Regions from separate parts of the Mus musculus genome. Here regions 1, 2 and 3 are each linked to region 4. Evidence: chromatin contacts called from public Hi-C and promoter capture Hi-C data. All regions are on one chromosome and are shown on one strand. The core of a region is the stretch at or near the end of the contact, and the rest is flanking DNA. Distances in the headings are between cores, read along the strand shown. Region 1 overlaps Gm44812. Region 2 has its middle 6.5 kb from the start of Gm35894. Region 3 overlaps Gm44812. Region 4 holds the start of B130024G19Rik (RIKEN cDNA B130024G19 gene).

Evidence for each region. Promoter capture Hi-C pulls out the DNA fragments that hold promoters and counts their contacts. A called contact is a pair of places that touch in the nucleus more often than the background predicts.
Region 1: a Hi-C map of liver shows a contact between it and region 4, with 5 times the contacts expected there. The contact joins the enhancer-like site here to the promoter of B130024G19Rik in region 4. A contact is called at or near these places in 2 of 39 promoter capture datasets (both in liver), 15 of 484 Hi-C or Micro-C datasets (embryonic fibroblasts, embryonic stem cells, liver and 3 more), 8 of 115 datasets of contacts at active chromatin or transcription factors (the SCID.adh cell line, embryonic stem cells, hepatocytes and 4 more) and 1 of 9 other capture datasets (adipose tissue).
Region 2: a Hi-C map of uterus shows a contact between it and region 4, with 4 times the contacts expected there. The contact joins the enhancer-like site here to the promoter of B130024G19Rik in region 4. A contact is called at or near these places in 2 of 39 promoter capture datasets (cranial neural crest and liver), 19 of 484 Hi-C or Micro-C datasets (the NIH/3T3 cell line, differentiating embryonic stem cells, embryonic fibroblasts and 7 more), 10 of 115 datasets of contacts at active chromatin or transcription factors (craniofacial prominence, embryonic limb bud, embryonic midbrain and 6 more) and 1 of 9 other capture datasets (embryonic stem cells).
Region 3: a contact with region 4 is called in a promoter capture Hi-C map of liver, with 4 times the contacts expected there. The contact joins the enhancer-like site here to the promoter of B130024G19Rik in region 4. A contact is called at or near these places in 1 of 39 promoter capture datasets (liver), 1 of 484 Hi-C or Micro-C datasets (liver), 5 of 115 datasets of contacts at active chromatin or transcription factors (the SCID.adh cell line, extraembryonic endoderm stem cells, kidney and 2 more) and 2 of 9 other capture datasets (adipose tissue and liver).

What each region holds. Positions count from the first base shown.
Region 1 is chr7:70,523,182-70,525,881 of GRCm38.p6, reverse strand. Gm44812 reads right to left here. Exons shown (of 7, transcript XM_030243182.1): 3 at 2,271-2,351; 4 at 13-46. Among named protein-coding and RNA genes, the nearest start is that of Gm44812, 15 kb to the right of the region's middle. Within about 2 kb of position 1,376, at least 5 of the 459 cell types and tissues checked have an H3K27ac peak or open chromatin away from gene starts, as enhancers often do. A contact at or near this core is called in hepatocytes and liver, where this site is marked.
Region 2 is chr7:70,592,583-70,595,282 of GRCm38.p6, reverse strand. No RefSeq gene overlaps it. Among named protein-coding and RNA genes, the nearest start is that of Gm35894, 6.5 kb to the right of the region's middle. Within about 2 kb of position 1,277, at least 1 of the 459 cell types and tissues checked has an H3K27ac peak or open chromatin away from gene starts, as enhancers often do. A contact at or near this core is called in uterus, where this site is marked.
Region 3 is chr7:70,541,100-70,543,799 of GRCm38.p6, reverse strand. The region is part of intron 4 of Gm44812; the gene reads right to left. Among named protein-coding and RNA genes, the nearest start is that of Gm35842, 4.6 kb to the left of the region's middle. Within about 2 kb of position 1,304, at least 3 of the 459 cell types and tissues checked have an H3K27ac peak or open chromatin away from gene starts, as enhancers often do. A contact at or near this core is called in kidney and liver, where this site is marked.
Region 4 is chr7:70,363,951-70,366,650 of GRCm38.p6, reverse strand. It overlaps B130024G19Rik (RIKEN cDNA B130024G19 gene), which reads right to left and starts at 1,268. Exons shown (of 11, transcript NR_045850.1): 1 at 1,160-1,268. It also overlaps a transcript of Nr2f2 not described here.

The DNA of each region.
Region 1 (2,700 bases), core at 127-2,626, 160 kb before region 4:
CAGGTTTCTTACCAAGTGTCCAGTAGACCAAGGACAATCTTGCAGACTGAAAAAGAAAATAGAAATATCTTGGATCACAAAGAAATTAAGTTGCTTGGTGGGTGATATTTTTATCCCGCCCCACCCTGCCTACTGCCATCCCTGAATTCTCTTCAGCCTTGTTTCTGTTGCCTGCCTGTCTGACCTGTTTGGTCCTCTCTCCCTGTTGTTTGCCTCACAGTTCTAACTTACGACACACCTCTGAACTCTGAGACATTGTCCCTGGAGCAGATCATGACCTCTGTCTTCTGTTTGTCCCTCTGATCCCTAAAGAAATAATAATCTGATGTTTACCTTGGCCCTAGCTGACCATAGATCATTAGACCAAAGGTAGGCAAGATCCTGATCCCAGGGTTGCATAGTTTTGGTGACTGTGCATGAAGAATAAGCTGAGCTTAATCTGTCTTTATTCCACATTCTATTACCTGGGTCTTCAGTGGAGCAAAACAAGACAGGAGCCCTACATTTTTGTTGCAAGATGGCCCCAACTAAGAAGTGTTGTAGAGAAATATTGAATATAGAGGTATTTCTCAACCATCTCTGTGCTACCAACAAAAATATTCAAATTTCTGTGTTTCAGAATTATTTCTAGATGTTCTGGTGTACACTTAAAGTTATATTCTTAAAAAGAGAAATGCTCCCTGTTTTGGCCGGTTCAGATTCCTCTACTGCTAACAATAGGACAGCAGAGAGGTGACTGAGCGTGACGGATATGGAGCTCACAAAGCTTGATCTTCAGGACCTCTGTGTGCACGTTCCTTCCCGTGGCCTCACCAGGGCCTACCAACTCTGTTTTCACCATCTTTAATTTTGTTTGATTAAAAGTAGCCCTCAGGCTCTGGGGTGATAGTTCAGTCTGAAATGTGTTTGCTGTACAAACAGGAGAACCTGAGTTCAATGCCCTGAATCCAGGTGAAAAGCCAGACACAGTCAATCGTTAATGCTTGAACTCTTGGCGTGGGAGAGAATCTCAGGGGCTCGCTGGTCGGTCAGTCTAGCTAATGGGTAAGCTTCAGGTTCAGTGAGAGACTCTGCCTCAAAACATAAAATGGAGAGTCATTGAGGAAGACACTGGGGAGAACACACGCACACACAAGCACAGATACACACATTGAGTGAAGTATTTCCATAAATTATATACTTGTTAAGACAACAAAGCTGTCTCTAGGATAGAAAATGAATTCTGAGTCCTTATCCTTATCTTATGATTAGAGGATGTGCCAGCAGGTAGCAACAATGATTCCCAGTGGTATAAGTAAAGGGTCGGAGTCATCTAGTCCATCCCAAGAGAAGCTAGGCAAGATTTTACAAAGTATGGTGAGTCACCTGTTGACATAACCCAAAGTTATGAACGGTGACCAAATCGAATCGACCTTTCATGCATCACTTCAACATTGCTCAACTGAGTGTTGATTTTTGTCAATCTGTTTTAACTGAATCTCTACATTTATCTCAGATTTGTACTTGTAGGAGAGACATAAGCTTAAGAAATGTTTGCCCACTTTGGAGTTTTCCCATACTTAGGAAACATTAAAATGTGAAATTAATCAAATTTCAAAAACCCTTTCAAAAGAAGGAGGAGCTAAGGAAGAGGGCTAAGGTCAGTTGATAGATCACTGGCCCAGCATCTGGGAAGCCCTGGCATTTGGGATCACTGGCCCAGCATCTGGGAAGCCCTGGCATTTGGGAGCACTGGCCCAGCATCTGGGAAGCCCTGGGTCTGATCCCCAGGACTATAAACCAGCACTGTCTGTTATCCCACCATGTATGAGGTGAAGGCAGGAGGATCCGGGTCACCCTCAGCTACACAGTGAGTTAAATGTGAGCCAACCTGAGCTATATAAACCTCTACCTCAAAAAAATAAAATAAAATAAAATAAAGTGTTGGAAAGAACGAAAAGGAGAAGGGCTGTCAAACCCACTGACAATATGTTCAAAGCCTAACAACCTCAAGTTCCTATCATCTTTAGTTTACATGCCTCAGAGCTAGCCTGTGCTATTGCCTTAACACAACACAATAAGATCATCCTAAACAATAGCGTTCACTGTATTCCCAGCCCCTATATTTGCCAGGCACGTGTGCTTGGGTGTGAGAACTCTGGCCAAGTGTTTGCTATAGTCTCCAAGAAGGGTGATAACAAAGTCACAGATACTCAAAGCAGGACTCACAAGTATTCAACCAAATAAATGAAATCATACACTTTACTTTTCTCATTGCTGAGACTTAATACCTGACAAGGAGCAGCTTCAAGGAGGAAGGTTTATTCCAGTCCACAGGACTATGAGGTAGCTGGTCACATTGCATGCACACTCTGGAAGCAGAAAGCAGCAGACAGAACGTGATGCCGGGCTCAAAACCTTCAAGGCATGTCCTGTCCACAGTGGCCCACTTCCTCCAGTGAGGCTCCACCTCCTAAAAATCTTCCATGACCTCCCAAAGCCACACCAGGAGCTAGAGACCAAGTCCAACAACACAAGTGTCTGAGGGACAGCTCCCATTCAAACCAGTTAAAAACCTTTCCCACAGTGTGGGAGGCTGATGACATGTTCACAATTATGCTTTTCTTTAAGATGAAAATAACTCTGGGGATAGCTTTGCTACGCTAATGCCAGAAAATGTTTCATGTTCCACATTCCAATTGGCATGCTCCTCAACCAACT
Region 2 (2,700 bases), core at 28-2,527, 230 kb before region 4:
TTGCTACTGCAAACTGTCCTTGAATTAGAATAATCAGTAGATTAGATTACTGGTCCAACTCAAGATTATTATGGTGATAAGGGCAATGTAAGATAAATGAATGATGAATTCCAGGTCTTACCCAGAAACCAGTCAAGTAAAATGGAACTTGGTAATACAGGGAAGCCACCTTTGCTCCATTTGGATTAAGAGAAAAGTATTTCTGTGCCAAGGAAAGGTTTAAAATAATGGAGCAGCAGGAATATGGACCGGGAAGGGCCAATAATGAATCTGCAAATCATTATTGATTAAGCTTCCAACTGAAAATTGCTTTGCAACCCAAGAAAATCTTGTGACCCACAGTTTTTTTTTTTTTTTAATTTTATCAAAAGGATTGAACTCAATTAGTAGTTATTAGACACTCATCCAATTCAGGTAATCTATAACAGTAAAAAATATTCATCTTTAGCCTTTGAACTGTGAGTCAGAAAACATGGGCACTCTTCAGATACACACTTTCCTGAAGGCAGAAGCCAAGGCCACATACATACAGGACACTTCATTCTATGACATACACACACACACATGCACACACACACGTATTATGTAGAGATCTGAGTCTTTTTCAGCCTTAGATGGTGAGTCAACTAGGAAAAGTAGCTCTCAGCTCTAACTAAAATTCCAGAGGGGCAGAACAATGATTAGAAGCCAGGAGGCTCTATTCATAAAGTGACCAGAAGAGCCTAGATGGCCCCATCTGGAGCATCTTCCCCAGACTCATCTGGTTCTGGAATAATCTAGGGCAGAAACATCTCATCCTGCTGGACCCCCAGAGAAGCAACCTGGAGGTTCAACTTCTGGCTTTGCCAGCCTCCCCACCAGCTCTATATCCCTGGGCATATTTTTTAAATCTCTCTTCATCTATTAGGATAAAAGCTAGTAATAATATTTTACACAAATTTCAGGAGGATTAAGTGAGGCAACAATAAACAGAAAGCAAATTGTATATAAACCCTGCTTTGTGTTCATGATAAATGCGGCTCAGTAAACATAATAATGAATGAATGGAATCCAAAGCAGAGGCAAGTTTTATCCCCCGAGTTACCAGAAGGCCTCTCTTTGAAGTTCCTTAAATTTTCCCAGAGTGGAAATAAAGAGTCTGGATTCCTCCTAAGCCCAGAGGAACTAGGGAAAGAGTAAACGACCAGACATCTTCCTTTCCTAAAGCAGCGCTGGGGAGTGAATGAGGGCCTCCCAAATGCTAGGCAGGTGTTCTCCAGCTGGGCTCCTCTCCAGTCCAGTCACAGGCTACAAGACCCACACTTCAAGAACAAGTACTTGTATTAGTTCACAGTGCTTCACTCTCGCCAACAGCATAAAAGTACAACAGATGAAATAAAGACGGGAGGTCTCTCTGAAGTAATCACTTATTATTTTTCTTAAGCAAAATTCACACATGAATTGCCCACACAATGAACTGCCCTCTGACAGAGACAAAAATCTTTTATAACAATCTTAAAAGCATTACTCTCTCATTTCCCTTTAAAATAATTAAGCAGGGATGGAGAGATGGCTCAGAGGTGTGTAAGAAGGAGGAGCAGAGTTCGGATTCCCCCAAACCCAAGTTGGTGGGGTGAAATCCTCTCCTTGGAAAATGAAGCCCAAGGAAAGCCCAGAGCAAGCTGGCTTGGGAGATTAACCGTATTGGCAAACTTTTGGTTTGATTGACTGTGCCTCAGTGAGTCATGTAAGTCATAAACAGAAACCGAGCCACATTCTGGGTAAGGACCAAATATCTGACTTCAAAGTTCTCTCCTCTTCCATGGATGTCTCCTGGAAATGAGATGTTAGTAAACCCCCGCTTAAACTGCTGGCTTCAAGGCCTCTCCATATAATCCCAGGACTTTGACCAGATTCCAGGAACTTGTGTGTATGTTACTGGCTCTTTGACTCTTTCAAGTTATGTGTCATACCATTGTCCAGATGGCTCTTTCAACCCCTCCACTTCAAATCATATGAATCTACGCCTCTTTTTCTTCTAAACAGTCTGTCTAGTTCTGACAGTTGGCCATTACCCTAACACGTGACCAAGGCAACTCTGCAGTCACCCAAGACTACCCACAGTACAACTGGCTGAAGTCATAGCGCAGAACTTTGAATTCACAGGAAAGGGATGGAGAGAATGAAAGACAAACCCTGAGCTGCGGAGACTGAGCCGGGTTCTCGCAAAAGATATTCCTCAAAGCAATTGTCTCTCCCTTGATGCAATGCCAATGAAGATAAAGTTGCCTTAAAAAAAAAGTATGTTTCTGTGGGGGATTGCAGGGGGGTGGAGATGCTGATCATGACAGACAGGTAGAGGCCCAAGGACAATCTTATGAAATCATTTCTCTCCTTCCTTTAAGTGGGTTCTTGGAATCAAACTCAGGTTGTCAGGCCTGCATAGAAACCTGCTTTATCTGCTGAGCTTTCTTAAGGGCCCAGGCTGATGTCTCTTAAAAATAAACATGACTTTTCAGAGGAAAATGTATTTATACTTTTTTATTTTAAAATATACTTCTGGCTGGGTGTGATGCCATAGCTTTTGATGGGAACACTAAAAAGGAAGAAACCAACAGAGCTGTGTAAATTAAGAGGACAACCTGGTGTACTTAGTGAGTCCCAAGTCAGGACGCTACATTCATAGTGAAACCCTGTGTCAAAAACAAAAAAACAAAAAAA
Region 3 (2,700 bases), core at 55-2,554, 180 kb before region 4:
TTGCCCTTTCTAACTCTGAAGAATTGAGTTGGAATTTTGATGGAGATTGCATTGAGCCTGTAGATTGCTTTTGGCACGATAGCCATTTTTACTATATTAATCCTGCCAATCCATGAGCATGTGAGTTCTCTCCATCTTCTGAGATCTTCTTCGATTTCTTTCTTCAGAGACTTGAAGTTCTTATCATACAGATCTTTCACTTCCTTCGGTAGAGTAACACCAAGGTATTTTATATTATTTGTGACTATTGTGAAGGGTGTTGTTTCCCTAATTTCTTTCTCAGCCTGTTTATCCTCTGTAGAGGAAGGCCACTGATTTGTCTTTACAGCACCTTTACATGCTGGGTAGGAAATGCTACTCTCATTTTACAAGTGAGGACACTGAGTTACAGTGGCTTTCCAGTTGTTATTTACCTTGGCTACTTGCAAACAATAAGGACAGATCTTTGATCCCTTGAGCCAGAACCCCAGGAGACTAGATGCAGACAGGTAGCTGTGTGCATGCACAAGCTTAATAGATGATTTTGTTGTAAGTTATGTTTGCGGTCGAATGGAATGAGTTACTTGTCCCCCATGACCATGTGTGAGTACCCGCAAGTGTGTATCCATGCTGTGTGTATGCCCAGTGCCCTGAGAAGCCAGAAGGGGATTCAGTCCCCTAGAACTGGAGTTGCAGACAGATGTGAGCCATTGGTGTGCATTCTGGGAACTGGACTCAAGTTCTTTACAAGAGTAACAAGAGCTTTTGACCACTGGGCGATCTCTCCAACATGCATGCATTCAAGAGCTGAGACTGAATCCTATCTCACTACCAAATTCTTGGGCTTTCTCTCATGACCCATCACCTTAGAATGATTTCTCTGCTGCTGGGTGTTTCTAGTAGGTACTGGGAAGGTCGTCAGATGGGTCTGTTATTTGGTACCAGGATTCGAGGTAGTTCAATAACCACTAAGTAGACCGGCTATTGACACAACTCTTTATCAATAAAAGTCAATGTGTCAAGTTGCATGTTGAGCTCCTATAAAATTACCTAGAGATATATATGTCTTATAAGCATGGCTTTGAAAGCTTTCCTTCCTGTTGTAAAATGGAAGTATTCCTGTTTTCTCCATAAAAGTCTGACCTGTAAATGTTTGGTGACTTTTCCTTCAAGAATCTGAATTCCACTATGTTCTCAGAGATAAATATAAGCCATTTTCTTTGGCCTTTCTAAAAATCCACGACAACTTCCATTCTCCCCACACAACAGTGAACTCTCCGGACCTGTCTGCCTGCCCTTTCGTTCTGACTGTGAATGTTCTGGTTCAGCTCCCATTTCTGCAATAAAACTGCTTGTTTAAAAAAAAAAAAAAAAGCTTAGGTAATTATTAACCCTTTCCCATCTTCTCTCCCCGGTGACAGCTAGCAACTGGACACATTCCCAATCTGAACATGGAATCTGTCCAATTAAAGAGCCTCAAGATTGAATTGCTGATGGCAGGAGTAGGGGGTAGATATTTTCCCAGGCCATTATCCCATCCTATAGACATGTCTATATTCTCCACGAATTGCTGTGGGCCTTCTCCACTTTGCTTTGTGAATACCATGACTCTTGTAGGTCTTAACCAGTAGAATGTTCTTCTCTTGGGCCACTCAACAAGGGGCAAAGGCATGGCTTACTTCTGCCTTGAACTTTGGAACAGAGCAAATGAATGCTTGAAGCTTGGGGCAATGGGTCCTTTCGGACCAAAGTGGCCCAAGAAAATAACTTGGCCAAAAGAATGCAGAATTCAGAGAGAAACTGGCTTATTCCATTGTACGCTCGGGTCAAATGCCTATGTGGGAGTACGCTGTGCATATTTGGTAAAGCTCATAGTGTTCACTGGATCGAGCCTAATGGCTTTTTGAAAGCCATTAAGGGACCACTAAATCAATATATTTCAGGGGGTATGTGTGCTAACTTAAAAACACATTGTTTTACTTATAATACATTCTTTCACCCTAGAACCCTCCAGTCCAGAAGTGTTTAGATTGGGTAGTTTACCCAGAAGGGAAGCTTTGTGGATGTGTGTTACACCTAAGGAGACCTCTGTGGAAGAGATGCTATCCTTTCCAAAGACATCTTTCAACGTCGGCAGAGTAAAGGCTTTCAGCCTACTCCTGTCCCTTATGAGTGCCAGGAAAGAGCTAAGAATTTCTTTAAGATTTAAAAAACAAAACACAAAACAAAACAAAACAAAACAAAACAAAACAAAGAAGCCTTTACAGCATCTGTTAGCAAATGCCTCAAAACTCAGAAAGAGGAAAACTGTACAAGGTGCAAAGCACTGAAAGAATCATGTGCATGCTTTTTGGATGGTGAGGTTTTTCCATTTGTGAGGAGAATGCACTACTACTGCCACAGACTCTCATAAGGACATGAGAGTGAATAAACAAAATTATTAAATTTAAGTTAGATATTATTTGCCAAACTTCTTAAAGAAAATCTAGAGACTTCGGATTACAAAGCCATGAACCCAGAGCTATCACCCTGAGTCAGCTTTCTGTTACTATGACAAAACAAACAAAAAATGCAAGATCATCAAGGCATAAAGAGGAAAGTTTTATTGGGGCTCACAACCTAGACGTTTCAGCTCATGATGACCTGTGTTATTGCTTTTGCACACAACATATCACGGAGGGAGTGTGGGCTAGGGTGAAGTTTCCCACCAACCCCAGGGAG
Region 4 (2,700 bases), core at 19-2,518:
CAGCCTCCGACTAAACTCATTAAGTTGGGAGATTTTTTTTTTTTTTTCAATTGGAAGGGTGTTTTTAAAGTCTCCTCTTTCCAGCCCCAAACAAGGTGTAACAACGCACTCTTCCTTCTAAGGCATCAGATGAGAGACAAGGATCACTCCAGACAGCTCCTACCTACGGTTTGGGGTTTTTTTTTCTTAAAGGCGAGGCTTGCATTCCTCAGCAGCTATGTACAAAGCTCCCTGAAGCTGTCTCTCTCTCTCTAAAGTTAGTGTGCAGGCTTTTCCAACGGCTGAGAGCGCCTGGTACACAGGGAAGCAGTTCCTTGAGGTGGAAGATCTCTTCTTTCACCTTTCTTTTTCCCTGCAGACTAATGCCTACTTTTTTATCAGTTTGCACAATCGCTTAGATAAACACCGAGGAGGAGAGTCTCTTTAATTATCAAAGACACATCTTTTCAGGGGGCCAACAAAGCATTTATTTCACCCGCCAAACTAAAGGAGAGTTATTCCAGTTTAGAAGGAAGATGCAAGCGGTTTGGGACCTTGAACAAGGCAAATATGGTTTTGGTATGTTTGCTTACTGTATTTTTTTCTCTTTCTCTTCTTTCTCACTTTTCTCCTTGTGCTGTGTGGGGTTGGGGATGACTTGGGGCTTTTCAGAAAATCGCTTTGCTAACGTGTATGCAATGCCTCGGACTGTGGTTGAAGGGGTCTGGGGGAGGGTGGGGGCAGTCAATTCAGTGCGTTGCCATATTTTATTACATGTATGTGGTAGCAGAGGTGGAAGGGGGGGATACAATTGCAAAGCTGCCAAAATATGATTAAACCGAAGCATAAAGACTGCGGTTGCCTCCCATCTCCTCGTCCTGTCTTCTCAAACTCATTTCCTTCCATAGAACTGACTGAAAACCAATCCTATATGCCTGGTTTTCCAAGCAGCAGATTGTCTAGGTTTGCTAGCGAAGGGGCTGCTAGGCTGGCTTTGGGTATCAGAATTTCCTGTTCGATTTGCCTCTGCGCTTCATTTTGCAACCTTGTGCAGCTGACATGCAGGCAGGCAAGCAGGCAGGCAGGCAGGGACCAAAGCCTTGCCTGGCGCCCTCGGCCGCGGTTCCGGAAGGAGAGCGCTCTGTTAAGCTAGGAGAATCTCAAGGAGAAGGGTACTCACCATCGGGCGGGGTGGTGAAGCTGGCGTGCGGATTTCAGGCAAACGTTTACCTTTTTGCTGTCTATTGCAACTGCGCCGGGCTGACTTTAGAAGCAATTCTGTGCTCTGTGCAAAATGTTCATGGAACGGTTCCTCATTAAAAAAAAAAAAAAAAAGCCAGCGAGAGAGACGACAGAGGCAGAAAGAAAAAAGAGAGGAGGGGTGAGGGGGACGCACATAAACCCAGTTTCAAAAAAAAAAAAAATCATCTCTTCACTAGAGACTCCGGAAACGTAGAGGCAGCGAGATCCCAGCACAGTCCAACCAAGCCACAACCAAATAATTTTCAATCCTGAAGAATTATTCAGATTAAAATGTACAGAAGTTTCATTCTCCTATGCCTACGTGAGCCCCAAGTCGTTTCCCTTTAAGGGCTCCTTTTCTTTTAAAGTTGGATTTTAGGCAGCAAGGACTCTTACACTAGGGGGCAGACAGATACTGCACTTACTTCAATCTTAAGCAATTTTTTCCCTCCCAGCATATGCTCTGATTTAGCACTGTAAATTTTTCAGAGGACCCAACTCTGACAGCCCCTGGTGATTTTCAAAGTACCACAAGCCAGTGGTTAAAAATTGCATTGACTTGGAAGTTCAGAGGGACACAATGGAAGCCCCTTCTCTATTCACGGAGCTCCAGTGTGGTGGAAGAGAAAAACACACACGACTAGATTGAGGGAAAGGAGAAATTCAATGGATCCTGGATTCTACTGAGCTCAGAGTTAAACTCGGAATTGCTGGGGTCTGTATTCATATTGTGATTTAATCTGTAAAGAATTACAGACTAGCCAACCACTTTCTGCAAGGAAACCATATTCCTGGGAGCTGAGGATATATATTTTTTTCATATTAAGACAAATGTTTTCCCCTAACTTTGACCAGTCAAATAAAGCTTGCCACCATTCTCATTAAAATAGATTTACATTTGCAGTAAAGGGCTTGGCTGAGTTTTTAAAAATAATAACATATAGAGTTGTATCTTTTAATTTTAGGACTTTTAAATCTTAGAGTTAAGACAGCTGAGCATCTTTAAGAAGGGCATTTAAAAATATTTTTGCTCCTCCCCATCCCCAATTCGGCTGTCCTGTCTCTTCATTCTCTCAGTAAAATTAATTACAATTCATGTGGTGATTTTTTTCCCTTCCCTTTCTAAACAGCATTTCTATAGCTAAATGAGTCCTAAAATACAAAGTGAAGCACCTCTAACTCTGTGGTAGTTATGTGCCTAGCTGGCTGTAATTCTACAATTCATATATACATATATATATATATATATATATATATATACATATATATATATATTTGAAGTCTATAATTTCTTTAGCTTGAAAAATGAGGAACACACACACGAAGCTTCTCCTCAAAAATCACCTCTTCGTGTGTGTGTGTGTGTGTGTGTGTGTGTGTGTGTGTATGTGTAAAAAGTAATCTTGACATGGAAATGGCTGCACTGGAGAGGCAAGATTAACATTTCTCCATAATCAATTATGCTCATCTATTAAGTCG